Regions from separate parts of the Mus musculus genome. Here all the other regions are linked to region 1. Evidence: chromatin contacts called from public promoter capture Hi-C data. All regions are on one chromosome and are shown on one strand. The core of a region is the stretch at or near the end of the contact, and the rest is flanking DNA. Distances in the headings are between cores, read along the strand shown. Region 1 holds the start of Washc2 (WASH complex subunit 2`). Region 2 holds the start of Tatdn2 (TatD DNase domain containing 2). Region 3 holds the start of Vhl (von Hippel-Lindau tumor suppressor). Region 4 holds the start of Ghrl (ghrelin).

What was found. Promoter capture Hi-C pulls out the DNA fragments that hold promoters and counts their contacts. Capture Hi-C pulls out chosen DNA fragments and counts their contacts.
Region 2: a promoter capture Hi-C map of liver shows a contact between it and region 1, with 2.8 times the contacts expected there. The contact joins the promoter of Tatdn2 here to the promoter of Washc2 in region 1. A contact is called at or near these places in 2 of 39 promoter capture datasets (liver and pre-B cells) and 1 of 9 other capture datasets (liver).
Region 3: a contact with region 1 is called in a promoter capture Hi-C map of liver, with 2.3 times the contacts expected there. The contact joins the promoter of Vhl here to the promoter of Washc2 in region 1.
Region 4: a contact with region 1 is called in a promoter capture Hi-C map of liver, with 4 times the contacts expected there. The contact joins the promoter of Ghrl here to the promoter of Washc2 in region 1. A contact is called at or near these places in 2 of 39 promoter capture datasets (liver and pre-B cells).

What each region holds. Positions count from the first base shown.
Region 1 is chr6:116,204,674-116,209,903 of GRCm38.p6, reverse strand. It overlaps Washc2 (WASH complex subunit 2`), which reads right to left and starts at 1,871. Exons shown (of 31, transcript NM_026585.3): 1 at 1,777-1,871; 2 at 1,575-1,697; 3 at 786-950. The coding sequence starts at 1,697. 9530062K07Rik (RIKEN cDNA 9530062K07 gene) reads left to right here and starts at 1,911. Exons shown (of 4, transcript NR_131013.1): 1 at 1,911-2,002; 2 at 2,647-2,750.
Region 2 is chr6:113,694,586-113,699,417 of GRCm38.p6, reverse strand. Tatdn2 (TatD DNase domain containing 2) reads right to left here and starts at 2,368. Exons shown (of 8, transcript NM_001347356.1): 1 at 1,817-2,368; 2 at 1,301-1,711. The coding sequence starts at 1,705. Irak2 (interleukin-1 receptor-associated kinase 2) reads right to left here. Exons shown (of 13, transcript NM_172161.4): 13 at 4,392-4,832.
Region 3 is chr6:113,620,542-113,625,623 of GRCm38.p6, reverse strand. Vhl (von Hippel-Lindau tumor suppressor) reads right to left here and starts at 1,630. Exons shown (of 3, transcript NM_009507.4): 1 at 1,246-1,630. The coding sequence starts at 1,483.
Region 4 is chr6:113,717,564-113,722,501 of GRCm38.p6, reverse strand. It overlaps Ghrl (ghrelin), which reads left to right and starts at 3,037. Exons shown (of 4, transcript NM_001379129.1): 1 at 3,037-3,180; 2 at 3,276-3,392. The coding sequence starts at 3,073.

The DNA.
Region 1 (5,230 bases), core at 622-3,121:
CTTTTCTATTGTAATTCTACCAAGATAATTTATCTGTGTATTCCTAGCAGATTGCAGGAACTCACTATGAAAACAAAATTCACATACACTTTAGTTAAAGGCCAGCAGCATTTGTACTGGTGACTCTGTGTCATATATTCATCCAAATTGAAAAACTGGTGCTGGCGGGACAGTAGTGGCCCACACCTTAAATCTCAGTACTTGGGAGGCAGAGGCAAGTAGATTTCTGTAAGTTCCGGGCCAGCCTGGTCTACAGAGTGAGTTCCAGGACGGTCAGGGCTACACAGAGAAACCCTGTCTCAAACAAACAGAAGGAGAAAAAAGAAAAGGAAGAAAAAGAAAACTGTAGATGACGAAATGCAAAGCAGACATCTGCATTCACTTACACAACTGAGGGAGACATGATGGACCTACATAAAGTCTCTAGGGACTGAAGGCAAAAGTGGGGCACGTGAGGCCAAGCCAGGCTTAGAGCTGACCATACTGAATGAGCACAGTGGCTTTTTTGAGAGGCACACAACTCTGCTCAAATGGTAATTGCCCTCAAAACTAAAAACAGAAAAACCAGCACGAGGCAAACCTTATTATTAGATGTTTTTAAAGGTTTGTAAAACCCATGAACTTTACTGATAAAAGACACTGATTTCAGAGAAAGGAGCTTCAGTTACCAAGAACCAATCTATCCACCAAAACTTAGAAGAGAACCTTATTATCATTATAAATGACAATAGTTCTTACTCCCCAAAAGGGATTATTCGAAAGTCAGATACCATAAAACAACTCACATTCTCAATGAACTGGGTATTAGACAGCATGAGGAAGTCATTGAACACATTATGCAGACGACAATGTGTGGCTTTGGTCTCCTGAATTAATCCATCCACCTGCTTCTTGATTTCATGAGTCCTGGAGATAGTCTGCTGTGAGAATTCCTGTAGAAACTGTAGTAGCTATTTTGAAAAGAAACATACACAAGTATCAACACTACATGTGATTTAAAGCAAAACAAACAAACAAAAAACCCCTCCCCTTTTGCCCCTATGTTAAGAAAAAGGGATGATACTGTTGATCTAAGGTCAGGTGACCCTGGAAAGCATTAAGAAAGCTCATCAGATAAGTTTGTCCAGAACACAAAACCAGTATCACATTTCTACAGGGATTTAAAGCCCTGTTTGGTTGTCACGCTCCAGAGACCACATAGTGTGACAAAACACCCCAAATCCCACTTGTATGAAAGTTCTGAGCTCTTAGGTCCCGAAGTGAGCAGATCTACTCAAAAATATGTGCTGCCCCATTTAGCCCCAGTTCTAATACAGAAGGGCCTCCGTAGAGACAAAGCAGTCCTTGGAGAGGGCAGAAACAGAATCTGCTCAGCAGGATGGCGTGGAGGGCAAGGTTGAAAAGCCACTGCACGGAAGGAAACCCGCGTCTGCGCGGCAGAGTGCTGGGTAGAAGCCCACAGGGCCGCCCTCCCCGGTGTCTGAGATTGCGCCTTTGAATACTGGAGGAAGCGTGTCCCCGAGGAGGGGTAACTACAACTCTGTCCCTCCCTTGGCCCCGGGTCCCCCGCTCACACCGGCGTCAGCCGCCAGAGACCAGTTCTGACTGCTGCGGCGGATCTCCTCCACCGACCAGGGCCGTTCCCACACCGGCTCGGATGCCGGAGGCCGCTCCGAGTCGGGGCTCGTCCGGTTCATCTACAGCGAGAAGGACAAAAAGAAGAGCTGAGTCTGGGGCGAAGGATCCAGCCCTGCCCTCCTGGGCCGCCGTCCTCACCACGATGACACCGCCACTCAGCAAGCTCCAAAGTGACTACGGGAGTGGCTACTACACTGCCCACCCAGCGCGGTGGTAATCACATGGTTCACGTCACGTGATGGTGTCCTCACGTGACCTGGGGCGCAGCCTCTGATCGGGAGCTATGGGTTAGTAGCTCCTGGGTAATTGGGTTTGACCAGAGAGAAGGTGTTTAAGCGGCCAGCTAGTGCGAAAGAGGCGGAAGGTACCAGTGGGGCCCATGCTGAGGAGTCCCGTGGCCTACCAGGTGGGAGCTGAAGAGGAAGGAGAGCGGAGGACGACTTCCTGGATGTGCGGCGGCTTTATTGATTATGCATGTGATGTGAGACTAGCCCAGGGCCACAGTGACCCTCAATGTGTACATCTGCTAACCGGTTTGGTTTCAGTTCAATGTGGATCCGCTTGAAATTCTTGAAACCCTCAGCTGAGATTCAAGGCCGGGAGGTGGAGGGGTAGAAATCGAAATCCAAAGCTCCCCTGGCTGTCCACTAGCACTTCCTTGTGAACAGACCCCTTTCTGAGTTGGTCTTGCCCAGACTGACTTTTAGAAATAACCCCTTATCTTTCCTTTTTGTGTGCCCGAGAACAAGTTACTTAGCTTCTTCTATAAGCTTTCTTCTGCATATTAAAGAAGCAATACAGCCGGGCATGGTGGCGCACACCTTTAATCCCAGCACTTGGGAGGCAGAGGCAGGCGGATTTCTGAGTTCGAGGCCAGCCTGGTCTACACAGAGAGAAACTCTGTCTCGAAAAATAAAAATAAAAAAGAAGCGATAATAGGTGTTAAAACAGATAGTGCCTGGTATATGGTGAGTGCTCACCTTAGATCTTATCATTTCTCCTGTGCAGATTATTTTTCCAACTTTCAGATTTTGCTTTGTGGCCACCTCCGTTGAAACCTCATTAAAGATTTCTCTTTGGTATGCAACTAAGACAAATGAAAACCTGCTCAGGTAAAAATCTGCAAGAATTTTCACTGTAGTGTTGATCCATACCCAGAAAGCAGAAGCAATCTAAATGTCCATCAGGTGACGAATGGATAAACAAAATGCTGTAGAACCACGCAATTCACCAAAAGAAATAAAATGCTGATATATGATAGGGCATGAATTAACCTAGAAATACTTCAATTGAAAGAGGTCAGTCATATACATGAGCACAGGTTATTCTATTTATATGAAATATCCAGAATGGATCAATCCAGAGAGAGGAAGTAGGTTGGTGGGGGCCAGGGATTGAGGAAAGAAGGGAATGGGGAGTTAACTGCTTATGAGCAAGTAGTCAGCTGTGAACTAGTAAAGCCAGGGTAAAGGCTCAGGTTGGTTTCTGTAGCATTAGTGTGATTGTATCTGTGTTGCTGTTAGGGTGAGCAGGTGTTATAGATAGACATTAGATTTAGGGTTATGATTAACATTGTGGTTATGGTGCTATTTTGGGGGTTAGGGTTAAGGTGGCTGTCTTAGTTATTTTTCTATTGTTATAATAAAAATTACCTCAGAAGCAACTCATAAAAGGAAGGGTTATAGTTAGGATTTAGTGTTACGGTTAATGCTGAGATAGTTGTGAATTATGGTTAGGAGAGCGTTAGTCTTAGGGTGAGCGTAACAGATGAAGGTTTAATTAGGATTAGGGCAGCCTTAATATTCATTACACAGCTGGGTATGGTAGCACACAATTTCTTTATCCCAACCCTGAAGAGGCATATCTAAACTGATACATGTTTGTGTGAAGGCAGCCTGGTCTTAGCTTAGTATTAGTGTTAGGGAAGGGTGTTTGACTAAGGTTAGCTTAAGAGTAGTTTTAATAGAGTTTAGAATACAGTTTGAGGTAAGCAAACCCCTTGAGACCTAATACTTGAAAGGCAGAGGTAGACAGATTATCTGTGAGTTTGAGCTCCAACTTCTCTACATAGAGAGTTCCAGGCCAGTCAGAGCTGCATGGTGGCATGATATCTCAAAAAAAAAAAAAAAAAAAAAAAAAGGTTAGGGTCAGAACTAGAATTATAGTTAGGCTTAGGGTTGAGGGTCAGGATCAGGTTAAGGGTTAGGGATTAAGGTTAGAGTTAAGGGCTAGTTATGGTTAAATATAGTGGTAAACTTTATACATAATCCTAACCCTTAAATAGAATGCTAAACCTAACCATAGTCCCTAACCAGAACCCTAATACTAACTCTACCCCTAATTCTAACCCTACCCTAGTCCTAACCATTGCTAAATCTAATCTTAACCCTAAACCATAGTGATAAAGTAACCTTAACCTAAAAACTATACAGAAAATTAACCATAATCTTTTTCATCTTAATCCTAACCCAAACCAAATACTAACCCTTAATTATAACCTTAAGCCTAAGTTACCGTCTTAGTTAGGATTACTATTGCTGTGATGAAACACCATGAACAAAAGCAGCTTGGGAAGGAAAGAGTTTATTTCACTCACAGTTCCATTTAACAGGTTGTCAAAAGCAGTGAGGGCAGGATCCCAAGCAGTATAGAAACCTGGAGGCAGGAGCTGATGCAGAGGCCATGAAGAAGTGCTGTTTATTGGCTTGCTCCTCAAGGTTTATTAGGCTTGCTTTCTTAAAAAACCAAAACCATCAGTCCAGGGTTGGCACTGCTCACAATAGGCTGAGCCCTCCCCGCCCCCATGGGCCATTAAGAAAATGCCCTACAGGCTGGCCTACCACCCAATCTTATGGAGTCATTTTCTAAATTGAAGTTCCCTTCTCTCTGAAAACTCTAGTTTGTGTCAAGTTGACATAAAACTAGCCAGCACACTTACCCTAATAATAATTATTACACTAACATGATCCAAAAATCTAACCCTAACATTAACCTTAGACATAATCCTAAACTGAACCCTAATCAAAACCACGAGCCTAACCCTAAACATATGTAACAGCAAAACAACGCTCATATTATTCAGAGCTCTAACAAACCCCTTCATCTAATGTAATTGTAAGACTAACTCTAGGCGTAGCTCCAACTAAACTAAAACCATGGCCATGACCTTAATACTGACCCTAACAATGACAAACCAAACCCTGTGATAATCTAGACCCCAACATAAACCCTATTCCTTACTCTAAACCTCATGTAACTCTAAACCTAATCCTACATCTTAAGGAAATTAGAACCAGAAAAGTCAAAATATCCATAATTGTAACCAGAATCCTAACCCTAGCCCACTATAAGAATCCCAATCGTGTACCCTAACCCTAAAATTAACCCTAACCTCTAACATCTAACAATAAACAAACCCTAACTTCTAACCCTACTCCCTAACCTCTCTCATAGGTAGGCCTATATATGCAGCTTTATAAACATATGTATTTCCTAGCTCTGTAATAGATAGGTATATATGTGTAGGTTCACATGTACCTGTATTCCTTTGCTCTCTTCTAAGTACAAATGTGTCCTCCAACTCACATCCACA
Region 2 (4,832 bases), core at 1,119-3,618, 2.5 Mb after region 1:
ACCCACCAAGAAAGTCAAATGCAGTGACACATGCCTGTGCCTCCAGAACTCAGAAGGGAGAGATGGAGGACTGGGAGTTCAAGGTCCTCCTTGGCTACATATGGAGTTCAACCTAGACTAAATGAACCTTTCTAAAAAAGAAACCATCAGGAAAGGTGTTAAACTCCCTTTCCTTAGACTACCTTTGCTGTTTTTCCTAGGGGCAGCCCATCTTCCCCCAAAATGAGACTTTCTCATTGTGTTTACACTCTTCTACATACACACTTTTTAAGACTACCAGAACTCTAAAATCTACATTTTAGTATCAGTAGAAGAGTAGGGACCTTTGTTTTGCAGTTACTGAAGAACCTCACACTCCTAGAACACTGCCTGGCACTCAAAACCTGATGCAGGTCTGCTTTAGAAGCATCCCCCAATCTGCTCCAAGAACTTACAAATCCCGGTGTGTTTCCCCTGCGGAACTAGACTTGAGCTGATCTCCAAAGATAACTACTAATAAACTAAAAAAGTACCCAAGCCAGGTGTAGTGACATACACCTTTAAAGCAGGCAGGGATCTGTGGGATTCAGGACAGCTTGGTCTATAGGAGACCCTGTCTCAAAAATCCAAAACCCTGTTAACCAAACAGAGAATGCCAACATGCAGAAATCCACAACTTTGGTGAAAAGCCACACTAAGAGTCCATTTCCTGAGCTGCAATTCAGAGCGGTTCTAAGTACAAAGACCATTTAATTTTATTTTTAATTAAGTGCACGTATGTGGGTTAAGTGCACATGAAGATAGATACCCATGGGAGCCCGAGGAATGGGAGCTGGAATTACAGGGGCTTGTGAACCACCTGACCTGGGCTCTCAGAACCTGTGTCCTCCTTCAGCAGCTGTATGTGCCTTCTTCTCTCCAGCCCCAAGGGCAAACTCTATAAATTGACCGAAATCTACATCATCTTTCCTGGGCATTATTCCACCTTCCATTGTGCTGATCCTCCAGTTCCACTGTCCATTTACAATCACTCGAAGGTTGCAGAGATCCCTCCAAACTATCTATAATCACTCTCTCTGGGATGGCAGACCACAACCATTATCAGGCTTTCCTAGTAGTTCCAAATGCCACCAAGTTTGAAAACCCCCTCCATACTGAGCTCTACCCCTCAACACCCTCCCCCTCGCCCCCCCCCACACACACACCAGGCCCTCCACAGGAAAGATCTAATTTTTATTCTCTTCCCACCAAATGTCTTCTCTCCACCCCTCAAACCACGTGCAAGGGACTTCACTGTTTGCCAGACGTCGCTGCCACGTACCTTAACGCTACAAGCTTCCTTCCGTAGAGAAGCCATTTCTTCTAGAGAGGAGTGGGCAGGGTGCAGAGGGGACCCCTTGGACGTAAATAGTCTCCGAGGGCTCGCAATCAGGAAGCCAGGGGAAGCGGCCTCACCCACACCTGAGCCCGAAGAGAGAGAGGACGAAGAAGAGGAAGAGGAGGTGCGACGGCGGACTGAGCTCCGAGGAGCGCGGGCCACATCGTCCCCGCGCCGGACTTTCAGACGCTGGGGGCTGCTGGCCCCTCGAGGACGCGACGCACACCTGCGACCTGGCCGGCTGGAGGGGGCCACATTGCCGGGCTCCCGGGGGCGGCTGCGCTTGCTGGGACACCCTTCCGACGTGCTGCCCCAGTGATACTTGACCTTGCGCCGCTCCGACGCCATGGGCACCTGCCAGGGACAGAGGAACGACGATTGTAGCAGCAGCCTTGGCGGCTGCTCGCCTCACACCGCCGGGAAGCCGCTAGGGCAACGGCGGGAATCGGCCCCACTGACCTTTCCCGTTCCTGTCGTCTGCCCATTCCAGTGCTACGGGCTTCGGGGACGCCACAGCGCTCCGAGAAGCGTCCGCGGGCCGAGCGCCGAGCCCGAACAACGCGCAGCCCAAGTCCGCGAGCGCGGCTGTCAACAGCGCGCCACTCCCGAGACGCCGAGGCGCTTCCGGCGCGGCGCGGCGCGGTGCAGCGGTCTGCCTTCCGAAGCCCTGCGCGGGGGGCCGAGCGCGTGCGGAGCCGCCTTTTGGGCCGCACGCGCCCGCAGGCCCCGGACGCCAAGGGCGGGCCGCGGGCGGGGTGGCCGCTCGCCTCCCGCCGCCCCGTCCCGCCCCGGGCCTGAGGGAGCCACTGGCCTCCGGAGCCGCGCGCCGGAAGTCACCTCCGCTCCTCCAGCTGACCCGGCCCAGCGCCGCACCGCGCCCTCATCCAAGGCCTCGGCCCCGCCGCCTACTTCGCAACCTCGGCGTCAGCTCCGCGGAACCTGCCCAGCGGCCGGCGGCCGGCGTGCGGCAGGGGCGGAGCCGGCGTCAGGGACGGCGCCGATTGCTCCAACGGGAGAGGGGCGTGACTTCGGGCAAGACGGAGCGCGCCTGTTGGTCCGACGTTCTGGGGCGTGCCCCTACGCCTCACGAAGCTCTGTGGTTGGTTGGGAGCGATATGTGGCGGAGCTTCTCACGTGGCCCTGGATCCGCGCGAAGGGCCTGCTGGGGACGCCCGGGAGCCGAAAATACCGATGGAGGGTAACTTGGCGGGCCTCTTGGTACCGGACGCGCGTGCCAAACATTGTCACTCACTCACCTACTCACCCATCCCCCCTCCCCCTTTTTTTTTTTTTTTTAAAAAAAACAACGCAGGAAACTGTGGCTCGATAAAAACCAAGCGACACACCCAGAAAGTGACGGAATTGGGGTTAGCAGGCACAAGCCATACACACACAAAAAACAGAACCAGGCCTGCCGGATAGACCTGTAAAACCAACTGCTCAGGAAGAAGAGGCAGGACGATTGACAAAGTCCAGCCTAGACGTTTTAGAACCTGACTACAACTAAAAAAATTTTAATAGCGGGGGGTGGGGAGAACAGAGAGGTGCCTGAAGCAGCCATAGTAGCTCACATTGGTAATTCCATTTGGGTCGCTGAGGCTGGGGAACTGCTGAGTTCGAAGCCAGTTTGGGATAGCTAATGAGTTCCGATCAACCTAGGCTTCCGAGTGAGATCAAAAGAAAAGAAAAAAAAAGAGAGAGAGAGAGAAAGAAAAGAAGAGATATAACCCCACATCAAGAGAGCCGTAGGACAGAGGATCCAGAGTTCAAGGTCACCTCCTAACTTCTTGAGACCCTGTTTCAAACCTTCCCACACCAACCCCAGAAAAGGTAATGATTGCAGCTCAATAGCAGAGCACTTACAGGAGAAGCAAGCTTTTGATCCTAATCACCAAATTACCCAGGTGTCACACAAGTCTGTAAGTAATCGCAGCCCTCTGGAGGTGTTGGAGGGGAGGGTCAGGAATTCCAGACCAGCCTGTGACACTTAAAATGCCCCCGCCCCCCAGAACCAAAACAGTAAAGAAAAGAGTTTGTCCTACTACTTCATTCCCAGACTGCTCTTGGCCAACAGCTGTGGTGGCAAGAACTAAAGGCTCTCCACACTCAGCTGGCCTTCACTTTTTTTTTTTTTTTTAATTACCCAATGCAGGAGCCAAACCCATGGAATAGCACCTCCCATACTCAGAGTCTTCTGTCTTCAGTTCATCCTCTCGGTAAACTCCCTCCTAGTCACAGCCAGAGCATATCTAACTCCTAGAGGGTTGTTAACCCAAGTTCACAGTGAAGGTTAACCATCCCAGAAGCCATCTCTATTTGTTTGTGGGGTTTTTCTTTTTTTTTTGGGGGGGGGGGTGTCGTTTTGTTGTTTTGGTTTGATTTGATTCTTTCAAGACAGGCTCTCTCTGTGAAATCTTGACTGTCCTGGAACTAGGTCTGCCAACCAGGCTGGTCTCAAACTCATAAAATTCTGCCTGCCTCTGCCTCCCAAGTGCTGGGATTAGAGACACGTGTGTGCTGCCACCACCACCTGGCAACCATCCCTATTTGTAACAGTAAAAATAAAAGCAACTTTAATATCCATGAAGGGTTATACAAGTGCCCCAAGCCCTGCAAAGGTGGCATTGCTGATAAAAACCCTCCCTAAAGTGACAATGTACTAAATCACTGGCCACAACCATGAAGTCTTAAGTTCAAATACCAGGACCCACATAAAAGCTGGCTGTACAGCAAGGGTATATACAATCTAAGCACTTCTACATCAACAGAGATGGGCCAGCTAGCCTTGTGTAACAGCAAACTAAAATACATACATACATACATACATACATACATACATACATACCTTGTGGAAGAAGGATTGAAAACCCAAGTCATCTCTTGAGCTCCATATGCACATGGTTGTGTGCACACCACATGCACATACATAAATATGCATACATACATTGTACAAACAATACATACAGAAATGAAAGCAAAAGCAAGAATCCTTGAGCCAAACATATTCGGTACACAAATTCACCCAGACACAAAATTATAAGACAGCTGCTAGATTACAAACATTTTTATTTTGTCACTATAATGGAATTCTTTTTTTAAATAGTGAATTAGAAATAGCTTTGTTAGCCGGGCATGGTGGCGCACGCCTTTAATCCCAGCACTCGGGAGGCAGAGGCAGGCGGATTTCTGAGTTCGAGGCCAGCCTGGTCTACAAAGTGAGGTCCCGGACAGCCAGGGCTATACAGAGAAACCCTGTCTCGAAAAAACAAAAAAAAAACAAAAAAAAAAAGAAAGAAATAGCTTTGTTTTACAAAACATGTTTGCAACATGACTTTTCAAAAATATATTCACTTCATAAACATTTTCTACATGGCAGAGCCATGAACTACATACCTTTTACTCCATTGAGAACACAGAACAGATACATTTTCAAAGTGCTTCTGCAGCCGCTGCACCCATCCTCCCAAGAGCTGAA
Region 3 (5,082 bases), core at 381-2,880, 2.6 Mb after region 1:
CCATCCCTAGTGGCACACTTCCTCCAACCAGGCCACACCTACTCATCCTTCACCACTTTCAAACTAATCCTTAGGACTACACCCTAAGCATTCAGATATATTAGCCTATAGGAGTCACTCTTATTCAAACTGCCAAGGTTAGGGTTTCTTTTCCCAAGTAAGAGCAGGGACCTCGGATCCCTGGAGCTGGAGTAATGGAAACTTGTGAGCTGCCTGACCTGGGTACTGAGAAGCTAACCCTGAAAGAGCAGTATAAACCGGCCTTGGTGACAAAGGCCTTTGCTTTAATCCCAGTACTCAGGGGGCAGAAGGAAGTTGGATTTCAGTGAGAGGCCAGCCTGATCTACAAAATTCCCACATCACTCAGCTGTCTGGCTGGTTGCTTCAGACACAATCTTGGGGCTTAGCCAAGGCTGGACTTGCACTCAGTGAAATCCTTCTGTCTTGGCCTCCTGAGTCCTGGGCTACCACACACAGATCTGGGTACATTTTTTTTCAATACATAAATAAGGCAATGTCAAACAGCCCCAATTCACTACGGCTAAAATCAACTTTTGAACTTTTTCTCTCACTGTTTGGCGGCAAACCAAAAAAGCCTGGTGCAGTCATCTTGCCTCGGTTTTCTGAGTCCTGGGGATTGTACACCTGAGAGCGGCTTCACTTGTTTTTCATAGCCATCCAGTCATGACACTGATAGAACTGACTGACTTCCACTGATGCTTGTCACAGTTAATAAGCTTACGTGGTCAGGCTTGGTACAAACCTGAAATCAGTGGCGAAGGCAGAAAGATCGAGAGTTCAACCCGTTATCCCATACTCACTTGTTTTCGGCCAAGACGCCAATCGGTAAAGGTGATCCCCCAACTACAACTGTTAACTCCCTCAGCTGACTTATCCTACTCCGGTTCTCCTAAGCTGCGTGCTCTTTCTTCACCTGGACGCACCCACACTCTGCCCATGCTTTCGCAAACCTCTAAGCTCGGTGCCTAGCGCAGCAATTATGACACAGGCTGGTTCTTGTCTGTTCATACATTTTTTTTGTCTGTAACCCTCCAAGTTGTCATCACCAAGGCAGGTTCGCATGCCGAACCTGACCGGGAACTGGGTTAACACTGCATCCGAAATCACTGGTAGGGGCCGGGCATTTTCTCGGGGTAGATGCAGTGGGTAGGGACAAGATGCTCGGGGTCGGAGAGAAAGCGCCCCGCCTGTTACAGCAGCAGCGGCCTAGCGCGCGGCTCGTACCTCGGTAGCTGTGGATGCGGCGGCCGGTGCCCGGTGGTAAGATCGGGTAGGGCTGAGGCTCGCCGTCGAAGTTGAGCCACAAAGGCAGCACGACGCGCGGGCTGCGGTTGCAGAAGATGACCTGAGAGGGCTCGCGCGAGTTCACCGAGCGCAGCACCGGCCGCGGCCGCCCAGCCTCCATCTCCTCAGGACCGGGCTCCCCCGCCGCCTCCTCTGGACTGGCTGCCTTCCGGGGCATTATTGGAACGGGTCCCTCGGATTCGCAAGCTGGACGTGGGCGGCGCGTGCGTGCGTGCGGATCTACGCGCTCCGGGACAGGTCTGCCGGTCCCAGACGCGCTCCGGGCAACTTGAAGGCGGAAATGGCCGCCGGGAGCCCTCAAACTGGGGGGCGGGGCGGCACGGAGCCAGGGGCCGCGGCGGTGGGCGGGGCCGCAGCAGTGGGCGGGGCGGCGGGGCGGCGGGGCGGGGCCGCGGCGGAGCCCCGGGTTATAAATTCCACCTCCTACAGTTGGGTTTCTGTTTGTTTCCTTTCCTTTTCTTTTTCCTTCTTTTTTTTTTTTCCCCCAAGATAGAGTTTCTTCGTGTAATCCTGGCTGTCCTGGAACTCACACCCTAGATCAGTCTGGCCTCGAACTCTCGGAGATCTGCCTGCCTCTGCTTCCAGAGTACTGGGATTAAAGCCGTTATCTCCATGCCAGAAAGACTTGCTTTGAGGTAGGGTCTCACTATGTAGGCCTAGAACTCATTATGTATATCCGGCTTGTCCTGAACTCAAAGATCTCCCTGCCTCAGACTCCAGAGAACAGGGACCAAGGGCAGTTGGATTTTTTTTTTTTTTTTTTTTTGGGTAGCATTGTTTCCCCCTGGCTGGTCTGGAATTCCGTGTACAGACCAAACCAGCTTCAAACTTAAGAGTGATCTCCTGCCTCTGACTCCAGAGTGCTGGAATTACAGGCATGAGCCTCATATATATATATATATTTTTTTTTTTTTGAGTGTACTTAAATTTAATTTCTTCTCTTAAGATCTCCACGGGCTTGCCATATTTCCCCTTCTGCCTTTGCTTTTTGGTTTTTCAAGACAGGGTTTCTCTGGGTAGCTCCAGCTCTCTTGGAACTCACTCTGTAGACCAGTCTGACCTCCAATCTCCTGCCTCTGCCTCCCAAGTGTTGATATAAAAGCTGAGTACCACCGCTGCCGGGCCCACCTATGCTATTATTTAAAGTTTTTCTCATTGATGAGTTTGAGTCTGTCTCTATTTTTAACTACACATTTCAAAATGTCTTCCAGAGTACAAAAGTAAAACTTTCCCTCCTTTTCCATCTGCATTCCCAGAAAACAGTATTACCAGTTTTTGTTTCCTTTCAAACTTTTTTATGTTTGTGAATAGAATTTTAAAATATTTTGTCTTTTTCTTTTTAGACGCAGACTTATTGCATAGTTCCCATTGCCTTGCAGCTGAATATATATAGCCCAGGCTGGCCTCAAATTAGTGGCACTCCTGTGTCTGCCTCCCAAGTACTGGCATTCTAGATATGTGCTACCATGACTGGTTCAAAGAATTAGCATACAACTACTATCAGATAACATTCAGTGCCATTTTTCCATAGACATTTCTGGCAGAAGTTTCATCAGATGAGCTTTTTTTAAATGTACGGGCCGGGCAGTGGTGGCGCACGCCTTTAATCCCAGCACTTGGGAGGCAGAGGCAGGAGGATTTCTGAGTTCGAGGCCAGCCTGGTCTACAAAGTGAGTTCCAGGACAGACAGAGAAACCTTGTCTCAAAAACCCAAAAAACCAAAGTAAATAAATAAACAAAAAATTAAAAATGTACGGGTGTGCATGTGTGAGCTCATCCAGGGGCTGATGAACACAGGGAGGATTGGATTTCCTGGAGCTGGAGTCAGAAGTCGCTGTGAGCTGCCTGTTGTGGGAACTGGGAATTGAACCCAGGTCCTCTGTGAGAGCAACCAGTGCTCTTAACCACTGAGTCAGCTCTCCAGGGCTTCTAAATTCTCTTGAATTTTTAGTTCCCCATTTTTCAGGTAGGTTCTTTATTTTCAGTGTTGAGAAATCCAGAGCTTTATGTATGACACGCGAGCCACCTACCTCTGTGCCTAGACCAAATTTAGTATTTTGTCTAATATTATGTTTAGCACATGTCTACTGAATGGGCCATGTGATAGAACCAGTCTCTGCCTTCAGAATGCTGAAAGGCTAGTGTGGAAGGACACAGGACAACTCGGAGGAGCAGTGTTATTTGGTTGTAACAAAGAATGTGAAAGGTGACTAGATGAGCCAGGAAAAAAATCAAGCAGGGTGTCTGAATTCCATTTAGGCTCCTTTATCAAGTCTGGCGAATAAATCACCCTGAACAGTAGAAGTTTATGTCATGCTTTTGGAGCAGTTGAAGATACAGTTTTATGGACTAAAGAAATGGCTTAGTAGTTAAAGAGTGTGCTGCTCTGAGGACCTGAGTTCAGTCCCCAGCATCCACATCAGGTGGCCCACAACTGCCTGTCACTCCAGGTCTAGGGAGTTCAATGCCCTCTTCTGACCTCCACAGACATGTGCAAGCCCCCCCCCGCCCCCATACACAAACAAACATACATACATGATTTAAAAATAAAAATACGGTGGAGAGTTGGCTCCTTGGTTAGGAGCACTGGCTGCTCTTGCAGACGACTCTGGTTTGATTGGCAGCTCACAACCATATGGGACCCCAGTCCCAGGGGATCGGACACTTTCGTGGGTACCAGGCATGCAGTTTGCGCACACACATACCTGATAGTACATACATACACATACATACATAAAGACAGTAAGTAAAATTTAAAAAAACCTAAAGAATAAAAATAAGGACTAGAGGGAGCTCAGCAGTTAACATTACTTAAAACTGCTCTATCAGAGAAGAGATGGTTCCTAAAACACCAGGTGACTCACAACTGCCTGGAACTTCAGCTCCAGGGGATCTGGCACTCTTCTGGTCTCTGCAGGCACATGCATATTTGCACACACATGTGCACTTACACACACACACACACACACACATCTTTTTTAAAATGTGGAGGACCAGCCAGATGGCTCAGTAGGTTGAGATGCCTCCCATAAAGCTTGCCCTGAGTTTGATCCCTGCGACTCACTGGACTCTGGAAACTTGCCTTCTGACCTCCACAAACGCACAAATGCACTACGGCATACACATGTCTACACACACACACACACACACACACACACACACACACACACACACACACACACACACTTTAGAGGGCATGTGGTCCTCATGCTAACAGATAAACTTTGGAGCACCCAGGAGTGTTAATCATGCATGGGTGTCTCCGCAAAGGAAGAAGAATCTGCTTTCCACCCAGAGCTGGGAGGAGGTGTTAATGAGCTAGTGACCTTTGCAATCTGTAAAGCAAGACCTCACCCAAATTCCCCATAATGTTTATCCCAGCCTTTTCTTCCCTAGACCTTTAGCTTTCGTTATTAATAGAGCCCATCTAGATGTTACATGTACTTTAGAGTCTGCTGACCTCTATGCCATCAGATCTTAGGCCCTTAATCTATAAAACCTATCTTCATGGTCACATGTGTTTGTGCACCAGAGATTGTATCACATCAGGAAGCTTTCCCCAAAACTATACTGTGTTTAAACGTTTAAATATGGTATCAGACTCTCTAGAATTTCAACTAGCGCTGATAAAGTTGGGCTGAACTGAGCTTACATCCTTGCCTCTCATGTTCCTGCCTGCCGTGACTCTTAAAGGGACCCCCACAACTTTTAAGTTTTCCTCATGTCTCACGTTAGAAAACAGGAAAGGGCAGCGTT
Region 4 (4,938 bases), core at 1,788-4,287, 2.5 Mb after region 1:
GAGACCCTGGTGCTAGATAACCAGCCACTCAGAATACTTACCAGTGCCCAGCGAGCACTAGAGACCTGGAAAGGGAAAGGACCAGATTTGTGAGGACGGCAAGGTGGGATCTGAGCACAATGTGTCAGGCTCTGGGTCACCGTTAGGCTGAGGGCAAACACTGATGAATAGACAATAAAGACAAGGGCTGGGGCTACAGTTCTAAGATGGGAGAAGGGCAGGAAAGCCAGTGGGATATGCTAGGCTTTGAAAGGAGAGGGCAGAATGCCAGCAGGATCCTTCGACAGCACTGCAGGCACAGAAGCCTAGAAGCCTGGACACGACTTAGAGCCTGCCCACTGGACTTAAACACTGTAAGAGTTCAGTATCGACTTGTTGTTAACCACACATTAAAACAAAATACTTTGGACCTAACAGTTAAATATGGTCATATATGTGTTATGTAAATAATCTTGGTTGTCAACATGACTACTACATCTGCAGTCAACTAAAACCCAAGCAGCAAGGCACACCTGTGCGGGATTTTTCTGGATCGAATCATTTAAGGTGAGAACACTCACCCTAAATCTGGGCCACACCTTCTGATAGCAGCCCATATAAAAAGGACACAGAAGGAAGCTTTCGTTTTTTGCCTGCTTGCCCTCTCTCTCACTGTCCAGTTCATCTATCCCTTGGCTAAAGCATGGCTCACTGGTGTTAAACCTGCTTCTGGATTCAAATGTTGACAAAAGACCATCTGACATCCCACATCATGACTGAGCAACTAATGGATTCTTGGCCCTTTTGTCAGGAGACACCCATCGTTGGCCTATAAATCACTCTACTAAATTCCCCTTAATATACGTATGTTCATTATGTCGGTTTTGTTTCTCTAGAGAACCCTAATAATACATACATTGAAATTTCATCCACCTGTTTTGGTCTTGGCTTTATTAAGAATGGGGTGTTGTCCTTTCTAGAGCCATGTAATCTCTCTCAGCTCCTATTGACAGGATGAAGGTACATTTCCCAGCTCCTCTTCCATAGCTACGGGCAGGTCGTTAAGATATTTTCTGGTGCCTTTTCCATCCATTCTTCCATCGCCAGACCATCCTCCCTGCTAACCTTTACTCTGGATGGCAAGGTATGTGACTAGAGAGTTCCAGTTATCTCTAGATAGTTAGCAACCTGTGTTTGTTCATTTGTGGTCTTATCTAAGATCAACACCAGCACCTCCTGCCTCCAAAGGCTTACAGCGGCTGAGTGGACAAGCTTCATATTTCAGCCGATGCCTGGTCACCATGCACAGGCTTTCTGTCCTCACAGACTGGAGGGCCGCAGTGTTTCCACAACACCTCACCTTTAGACCCCTGGGCCCCAGGGCTAAATGGTTTCTAAGTTCTGGTGGGTGACAGGCCTATGAATATGATGTTGGGATTTCAGCTACCTCTACCAGATGGTCTATCTCCTCACAGGAGTTGCAACCCAGCCCACACCTCACCTGCACCAAGAGATCCCACAGAGCCCACTCTCCTCCAAAACTTCACAGTAGGTGAGGATATCATGGGGCTCTGAATTATTTGTCCTGTTGGCAACAGCCCCTAACTAGACATCCAGAGTAGCCTGCCACTGCAATGTCGCCAACACCGTAGCAGCAGGGACAGGTCAGAAAACTGCTTCAGGAGCCTACACTGCCCCAGAAAGACATAGGCCCTTGAGCTATCCTATTTCTTTGTTTTGTTTTTGAGACAGTTTCTCTGTTAGCTTTAGCAGTCCTGGACCTCACACTCTGGTCGGCCTGCCTCTGCCACTGCCCTGCCCTATTTTTCTTAAGACATGAAGGTATCCAAAGGGCTGTCTCCTGTCAAAGCTATACTGCAGGACTCCTATACCAGGTCTATCTCATCTGCATCTCCACAATGGGCATTCCTTGTGCTAGATAGAGCCTTGATACCTGCCAGAGAACAGAGAGGCAAAGCTGCCAGGTTAACAAACACCAGAACGGGCTTGGAGAATGGCTCAGTGAGAACTGCCTACCAAAAACAAGGCCCTGGGGACTATGCCCAACAGTATAAGACAAAATCAACCAGCAAACGCAAGCAAGACACAGACAAGCAGTAAGGTGTAACCACCAGGTGCACCTTTCCCGACACTTGCTCCTGGGGATGGCAGTGCAGCCCTTTTTCGAGAACACCCCAGAAGCAGGTCTCTATGTGACCGGTGTGCAGAAGCCACAACAGCCTCAGTGGCAAAGCAAAATTGGACAAAATCTTGTCCAATTTTGTCCAAAATTGGACAAGTTCTCCTGGTGGCAACATCATCTCACATGGAAGGAGGCAAGCCAAGGTTATACCACAACTAAGCAAGACCTCAGAGCTCAGCTGCCAATCCACCACCAGGGCCAAGCCCACACAGGGACCATGGAGAATCAGGAGCTGGTGCCCCACCCAAGCCAACTGTCCCGACTTTGGCACCTGTCCTCCACTGTTTGTTCTTCAACAGTGAGGGGAAAAAAAGAGTACTTAGTTCCCAAGGAATGCAATACTGCCCACACAAACTACACAGCCTCAAGAGATGAGGCTACCGGATGTGAACAAACACAAGGCTTCCTATATAAGGAGAAGCCGGTGAGCAGGCACCACATCCCCAGGCATTCCAGGTAAGCTCTCTTAGCTGTCTGTATATGTGTGTATATATATGTATATATGTATATATGTATGCATGAACATGCAAGCTCACCGGGGTCTAAATTATTCAGCACTGGTCATTCATAAGTGTCAGTGAGCTCACTGGTCAGCCTAATTAGCTCTGTCATCAGGCTCCTGAGGGCAAGGGACAAGCAACACTGAAATGGACAACCCTCTATCACATCAGGCTCTGTCTGCCTCCAAAGATTGAAAAAGCAGAGGTCAGCCTTCAGCTCCCACCCTTGAAAGATGGTGACAAGAGAGCCTTGCTTCGTCCAGCAGTCCTTACTTCTAGAAGCTTGCTGGATTCTAGCCTGAGCAAATTCTAAGGCACATAACATGGAGATGAAGTAGGCTACCAGAAGACCCTCTCTCCCCCAGGTCATCTGTCCTCACCACCAAGACCATGCTGTCTTCAGGCACCATCTGCAGTTTGCTGCTACTCAGCATGCTCTGGATGGACATGGCCATGGCAGGCTCCAGCTTCCTGAGCCCAGAGCACCAGAAAGCCCAGGTCAGTCAGTCTGTCTCCCTAAGCCCCCACATCTACCCCGATCTGTGTGTGTGTGTGTGAGAGAGAGAGAAAGAGAACCCTCTTTTCCTTTCCAGCAGAGAAAGGAATCCAAGAAGCCACCAGCTAAACTGCAGCCACGAGCTCTGGAAGGCTGGCTCCACCCAGAGGACAGAGGACAAGCAGAAGAGACAGAGGAGGAGCTGGAGATCAGGGTTGGTACCCAGGCACCAGCATGTTCTTATAACAGTAAAGGGGTTGGGGTATGGAGGGTAAGCCATATGCTGGCTTTTCAGGCTACTCAAGGATTAGAGTCCAGCACTAACAGCTCCACAAGGGGCTCAGAGTCTCCATCCCAAGAGGTAACTGTTTCAAGGGTAGCAAGGGAGCAGCAGACATGCGCAGCAAAAACAAAACAGATTGAGGGATCACAGGAGCCAGGAAGCACTGATGGATACAGAAACAGAAGAAAGCCTTGTTTGTCCCAGGACCTCTCAGGCCTGCCTTGGTGATGGAGAGGTAGGAAGGCTAGTGCAGGCTAGGCTGGCCAGCCCACGTGTGGCCTAACAGAGCTGGGCTTGCTCTGAAAAACCTTAGATGGGCTAAGGAAAAACACAAACAGCTTTGGATTGGGAGAAGGGACTAAAGGGACCATAGGTGCCTCTCAGCAGCTCAACTAGGATTCTCCTGGGAAATGGAAGCAGCACCTGACAGTGCCAGTCCCTATACTCTGTCTGCATGCAACAACTTCATCTTTAAACACGGCAACCATGATAAACTGGGAAGCAGGAGACACGAGCTAGGGCTTCACAATTGCTAAGCAGGTGCTCTGTCTGCCAGGGGCCACACCCCAGCCTGTTCTCTACCTTTATCATGGACCACTTCTCTATACAAGACCCCATGAGCTAAATAAGCTGGCATCACTTGTTGAATTTTGTAGATAAGAAACACAAGTTAAAAGATCAACTCCCTTGGCCAAGGCCATCAGGTCAGTTTACTACACTCCTTCTACCTTCCTCTCTGGTCAAGGACAAATGCCAAGATCACTAAACGCCTGCTCTCTCACCCTCTCTCCAGCTTAGGCTCCTTCTCAAACCCTTGCTCCACAGGAAATGTGACACTTAAAACTACTTCCTGACTCACCAAGGCTCCTTCACTAACAGTCTTATGAGACAACCCATGACCACACTGAGCAGGTAGCCCCCCAGCCTCAAGAGCGCTGTACTTAGTTCTCATAGGGAAGAGCACACACACACACACACACACACACACACACACACACACACACACACACACACACACACACACACACATACACACACACACACACACACGGCTAGGATTAACAGCATTTCCTAGTTTCTGTGATACTCAACAGAAACCAAACATGTGGCCTGCAAAGTGAGTACAGAGCACATGGCACTGTAGCACACTGGACGCAGAATGTGACCCTGCTTACCCTCACACCTGAATCTCCACCTCTTTCCCAAGTTTTTTTTTCCCCCCCAAAATCAGGTCTAGAGGCAGAATGCCAACCACCTGTACCCACTAAACATATGGGCCCTGATTCAAAGAAAAGGGCACTTTTCCATGTTGTGTAAGAACCTGGAATGTTGCCACTTCTGGCAGTTAGATGATCTGACCAGTTTGCCCTGAACAATGGAGTGTGAGAAGAAAAAATTAGCATTTGCTAAGGTAGGTTAGAAGGGCCCAGTAGGTCCACAAAAAAAGGGCATAACGCGAGCACACACATCCATATTG